Regions from separate parts of the Zea mays genome. Here region 2 is linked to region 1. Evidence: chromatin contacts called from public Hi-C data. All regions are on one chromosome and are shown on one strand. Each heading gives the region's core, a stretch centred on a gene start, on an enhancer-like site or on the middle of the called end of the contact. The rest is flanking DNA. Distances are from core to core; before and after follow the strand shown. Region 1 holds the start of LOC109943987 (polygalacturonase inhibitor). Region 2 holds the start of LOC103646324.

Region 1 (3,159 bases), core at 172-2,671:
ACGTTTTATGTAGTAGAGATGATCAAGGTTAACAGTCGCACGAGGTGTTGCATGATTTAAATATGCTATAGTTTCGAATAATTTAGTTTAGGATATCTTTTTTAATATACTTATGTTTTTAGGATAAAATAAAAATAACCACGCCACCGCTTTTCCATTATTTGCTTCAGACGTACACCATTACGAAGATTAATTGGGCCAAACCTATTGGATTTGCCCAGACACAGATTTGACTGGTAACTAAAAGATAACAGTGGTACTATTTTTACCGAGGGGACCAACATTACCTATTTATCTTAGCCTCTAATGCATGTTAATCCCACAGCCCAGAGGATCTAAGGGACATCTTCATCTCAGCGGCCGTTCGCGCAGGGTGGCAGCGGTGTCCCACAGAGGCACTTGTTGTGCTCGTACGCCGCCGCCTTGAACTGCACCATATGCCCGCCGGTAGGTATCTTCCCGCAGAGGTCGTTGTAGCTGAGGTCCAGCACCGCCACCCTGGTGTCCCGGAGCGACACCGGCACGCCGCCGTAGATCCGGTTGTGGCTCAGGTTCAGGAAAGACAGCTGCATGGGCATCTCCACGCCGGTGAGGTTGAACCGGAAATTGTTCCCGGACAGGTCGATGGTGCCGGTCACCGTCTTGCGCCGCCCGAAGAGGAACGACGGGTCGCCGGTGAGCTTGTTGTTGGCCACCCTGAACTGCAGCAGGTGCCTCTCGAGCGCGAACGTCCAGGGGATAGGCCCGCTGAGCCGGTTGCCGTCCAGCATCAGGCCCAGCGGCCGGTCGGGCGTGCCGCCGTGCACCAGCAGCGGCGGGATGGGCCCGACGAGGTTGTTGTAGGCGGCGTTGAAGTAGGTGAAGTACGGGAGCTTCCAGAGCGACCCGGGGATGATGCCGTTGAGCTTGCTGCGGAAGAAGCTGGCGGAGGTGAGGTTGGTGCGGGAGAGGCACGCCGGGATGGGGCCCGACACGGAGGTGACCATGAGGTTGAATAGTGAGAGGTGCCGGAGGTTGCAGAAGGAGTCCGGGATGCGCCCGCCCAGGCCCGGCATCTCGATGATGCTGAGCGTCTCCAGCTGGTCGAGCTCGCCGATGGCCGGCGGGAGCGTGGACGTGATGTTGAGTCGCTCGAGGAAGAGCTTGGTGACGCGGCCCTGCTCGTTGCAGGCCGCGGGCCACCACCCCCAGCAGAGCGAGTCGGGCCGCCATCCCGCGAGCGCGTCCGGGTTGCCGAGCTGCTGCCTGATCTTGATAAGAGCCGGGAGGTCCTGAGTGGACAGCTGAGTTTGAGACAGCGACATGGCGATGAGCTGGAAAGATAGCAGCAGCAGGAGGAGGAGAGCAGCTGTGTTGCTTGCCATGGCGTGCAGTCTGAATCTGATAGTTGCGTGAGTGATCATGCGCACTGCCATGCATGAGTGGGATATGTAAGCGATGAGGTCAACTCTAGTAGTGAAGTGGTCTTGAAGTCGGGTTTTGGTCAAGGATTTCTGAGTCATGGTTTGATGAATCCGCAAGGGAAGAGAACGTGGATGGATGCTTTAGATGCACTCGTGCAACAGCGGAACCTATATTCTCGTAGCGATAGGACCAGCTAGCTTGCCTCATGAGGTGCATGTTTGGCGCAGGTCAGTTTAGTTGACAAAGCAACTGTTTTTAAGTCTAGGGGATCAAACTCCGAGACCCTCTAGGTCTCCAAGTCCTCCATGCTAGGGACTAAATTCCATACACTCTAGGTCTCCAGACCTCTAGTTTATATTAATTCTTGTTTGCTACTGTATTGATTATGTTGTCATCAAAAAGGGTAAGATGGTAAGGAAAATAGATCTTGGTCCATTTTTATTAGTGGTTCTGGTGTTTCCCATTCCCTGCTGCCATTCAGTGTTCTGCCAGTGGTAGCTACAACTACACCACATGTGTGTTTATGTCAATATCTGTTATAATAAAAATATCTACTACATCTCTCCCAAAGCTCACCTGCTACCTTTGCTAGTAGATAATTATCAACGAGATTCCTAAATTATATTTTTGGATGGAGGGAGTAGTATTTAAAAAAGAGCCTTGCATGCAATTTCTTTTGTTTGAATAATGTTTTCAACTTAAATTCTTTTTTATATGTGTGACATTTATTCTCCGTAATAATTTTTCCATGGATCTGATCTTTGAGTCATTTTCATAAACCAACACCAAAGATGAATCCATGTTTCTTACTTGGAAACCCCGAATAAACACCACTGGCAGGAGGCGCTCGCGTTGGCGTCGCTCATCGACGACGAGAAGAAGCTTGGCGACTGCCAGTTTGACCTCTGGAAGCAGTACTACGTGGCCGCATGCGTCGCTGTGTTCGGCAAGCTCCGCCGCAGCCGCCGCTTGGACGCGGTCCAGAGCGGCTGCACCGCGCTGTCCATCTTCAAATAGGGGAACCTCATGGTCGTCGCCAACGCCGACGACTCTCGGGTTGTTCTGGGCACCGCATCCGACAACTGCGTCGTCACACCGTCCAGCTCATCATCCATCTGAAGCTCAACCTCCCACGTAAGTCACTACTGACTGACCATGAATTCTTGTGCGCTGGGACGACGACCGTTGCTGACGTTGTGTGAGTATCCTCGAACAAGATTTATGCAGAGGAGTAGCACATCCGGTGGTGCAACGGCTAGGTGTACTACCTCGCTGATGAGCCCGGGATGCACTTCGTTTGGCAGCTCAGCCAAGAGTCATCGGTACTCGTCATGTCGTGCGCGTTCGACGACTACTATATCAAGGACTATGGCGTCATCTTGGCAACAGAGGTGACGCAGAGGAGGACCGACGGCAATGACCACTCGCCATCGTCGGTTGGCCTGCCTTTAATTCTCTTCGCAAACACATACACTTGTTTTTTTGTTTAAGCAAGCGTGTATGGTGGTGCGTACCTGATGACTGACAATATACGAGGGAACTTCTACCGGCAGGTGTGACACGTGCTATTCAATGATGAGACCATGCAAATCGTGGCATATATCGAAGCCTGCATGATACTGATAGTTGCAATGTAGTAGTGAAACAGCTAAATTAAAATAACAAAATTTATGTATGGCTAGGATTACAAATGAATTATGAAATATTTTTTTATAACAATATAAGACACATTTTGTATATAAGTTATTATATTAT
Region 2 (3,159 bases), core at 450-2,949, 210 kb before region 1:
TGTTCTGAAAACCTTGCAGCTGAGACTCCACCTTCTCGTAGAATCCATTTTTCATGTCTGCAATGCAGAGAATCATTATTGTTGGAATGCATAATTGAATTACTTGATAATCAGAGGCAACCCTGCCAACCTATACCTTCACTGCTGACATGAGGGAAATATTTAAATCGTCGCTGTAAAAGCACTCTCTGGACAGTTCCTCCCATAGATGTCACAACATTGGTTACACATTTAGCCACATATGACTCCTTGATGTCCGCTGAATTTCCATAAGACCAGAACAAGAAAATATTTGTGTCAGCAAAGAATCTTTGCATTGCCACTGGATGTCCTACTGTTGTTGGATCCTCCATGTATTCCCCGAAGTAGAAAAAGCCCTTTGGTATGTGCTCAAATCCTTCAATCTTAACAACAGTAGTATAGTAGTCAATTGTCTGTACCTTACTGAATAGCTCTCTTTCAAGATCATTCAGTTCTACCACTTCATTTTCTCCATCTGATAAATAGCATATATATTCAGATGGCTGGAGTACCAGCTTCAATCAAACAAAAGGTGAATTTAAATCATACTTACCAGTCATACTTAAAGAACGATATGTTTTCCCATTTTTGAAAGGAAGAGCCCCTGACAATATAATTTTGTCAAACTCCCTAACTTCTACATCATCATTGTTGTTCTTGATAATTACACTTGCGACACAGTTGTTACGCTTGACTCTGAGAACCTCCGTGCCACAAAGAACTTCAAATGGTAATGACTGACTAAGTTTATCCCACAGACTCATGTAACCATGCTTGAAACGTCGGATCTTGCCAGCCATAGAGGTTCTAGTAAACTCATGTATGAAAGCATAGGGCATGTCTTGAACAAAACCATAGCCAGAAGCAGTGTAACCATATACTACAGATTTTGGCATTGAACTTATTCCATGTTGCATCAAAAAGTCAAGAGTTGGATCTGAGGCCAATCCACTGACTGCATGAATTCCCACTCCTCCAGACCTATTTGCCTCATCCTATAAGAAGTACCAAAGAACATACATGTAAGCAACAGAAAGAAGTGCGAAGTAGACCAAACCATTAGTTATTATTACTGAAAATCGTATTCCTTTTGATCACTTTATAAGTAGTCCAAATTATTCTAGAAAAAACTTGCCTGTAATTTTAGCGTTAGAGAAACCATGGATACATAGTCCTCAGCAACTTCAAGATCTCGAATGTTTCCTGTTTGGCTGTCAATAAGAGCAAGCTTGTGTGTATCCATGTCTTCAAATTCAGAACCTAGTTCCTTTGCCAGATGAGTTATAACAGGGGCACTGTTTGCTGCTATAACTTGTCCTCCCAGATCATATGTCCTTCCTGAATAACAATGTCAATGATAATAAATACACAGATGTCAAAACAATTGAACAAGAGTGCATTAGTCAAGTTCCTCACCCTCGATATCAATGGACTCGCACATCCCTGAAACATTATGACATCTCTCAAACACGGTTACATTGTGATACCCTAGCTTAGCTAGTGCATATGCTGCTGATAAGCCGCTTGGCCCTGCTCCAACTATGCCAATTCTGGTGTCTACTGGAAAACTTGGATGCAACTTGCTGAATTTATCATCTATTGATTTTCCTGGATCCATATTTGATCTATTGCCGATCTGGATAATCACCTGCTGAATTTATATGAAGAAAAAGCTCTGTTAGCACCTTTGGACATTCATTTTTGTGGCATCCACAAGTGAACCAAGGAAATTTGGAGAACCTAACTTGCCATGCTCTTAACTAATTATTTTTTTTCCAAACTACAACTTAAGGATATGTCAGCTACTATCGTAATTAACATATCAAGTAGCCACTAGGAGGTTGTAGTTTTGCTTCCTCATATGAAATGATACTAATTAGAAAATAGAAATGTTAATGATTAGAGCATTAGCCTGTTGGCTAACATGTAATTACTAGATATTTTTTTGCGAAGTGGTTGTGGTGTCACTTTAATATGACATGATGAATAGCAAGATGAGAAACCTATTTGGCCATATACTGCATGCAGACCATGAAGCCAAAGTAACAGGCAGATATATCATATAGGTCAGCAAATTGTACTATAAAAAATAACATCAAGCTCCATAATGTACTAGCTCATATCAATGTGGCGCAATTAGTCTAGGGCTTTTCAAGGTGGCTCGGCATTGTAGAAGAAGACATAAAATGGAATTGAACTCGGCGTACTTATTTGACACGTGTAGCCATACCAAATATGAACCTAACCATGGTGTTGTTCTGACTAAATATTCCACGCTCATCTCTATTCAGACACCTCCATCAAGAAATAGCTTTACTCAGATTCGATTCAACGATATTTTACTAGCCAAACAGACCGCCAGGGAGGAATAACAGGAAAGAACTGAACAAGGTGTCACAAATGCCATGTACTGTTGTACAGCATTTGCATATCACATTACTATGGGATCGAATATTTGCAACGACGAGCCAAGTACAGTCTCGATCCCAGATGATAAAAATATTGTAAAAATTAAATAAACCCAGAATAAGTCTTAAAAATGAGATGAAATACTTACTGGGCAAAATTAAGAATACTCCTAGAAGCCATGTGATAAAAGGCACCTGCGATCGCATCCCCAGGTGCCAGAGCAAAAGCGAGCAAGCATCCAGACAGGCTCACGGAGGAAGCACAATGCTATATTGCTAAAGCAAATATAGCAAAGAGGATGGAGCAGGGTCGTGTGTCTCGTCCAGAGCGGAAGAGCGGGGACTGAGCCGTACCTCTCCTCCGGGCTCCAGGCGGCGGGTGCACCCAGCACCCCGGGTGGCGAGGAAGCGCGGGCGGTTGGCGCCAAATGGCAAGACCCGGTTAGGGAAAGGGAGTCGTCCGGGTCCAAGTTGTCCCTCCGGGTGGTGGCATGGCGGGGTGACCTCAGGGCGGAGTATTTAAGCACGCCCAGATTCTCCCGCGGCGCCAAGGGCGTCGCGACAAGGGGACGCGGGTCGCGCCGTGACCCGGAGGCGATAGCGACCTCGCGGTCGCGGAGTTACGGCCAAGGGGACGGGCGGGCATATTCGTGGTGAAGCCCTCGCCCCCCACGGAAGTTACCGGGCGGTGCAAGGTTGTGGCCTCCGCCGGGAAGGTGGTTGTTTTCTC

What was found. Hi-C and Micro-C count contacts between places; a contact is called where the count stands out from the background.
Region 2: a Hi-C map of tassel shows a contact between it and region 1, with 5 times the contacts expected there. The contact joins the promoter of LOC103646324 here to the promoter of LOC109943987 in region 1. A contact is called at or near these places in 13 of 25 Hi-C or Micro-C datasets (bundle sheath, ear, endosperm and 5 more) and 1 of 3 datasets of contacts at active chromatin or transcription factors (leaf).

Annotation. Positions count from the first base shown.
Region 1 is chr2:39,915,068-39,918,226 of Zm-B73-REFERENCE-NAM-5.0, reverse strand. LOC109943987 (polygalacturonase inhibitor) reads right to left here and starts at 1,421. Exons shown (of 1, transcript XM_020548269.2): 1 at 129-1,421. The coding sequence starts at 1,415. The coding sequence ends at 354.
Region 2 is chr2:40,120,772-40,123,930 of Zm-B73-REFERENCE-NAM-5.0, reverse strand. It overlaps LOC103646324, which reads right to left and starts at 1,699. Exons shown (of 7, transcript XM_020548271.2): 1 at 1,438-1,699; 2 at 1,157-1,359; 3 at 575-1,016; 4 at 137-496; 5 at 1-57. The coding sequence starts at 1,639.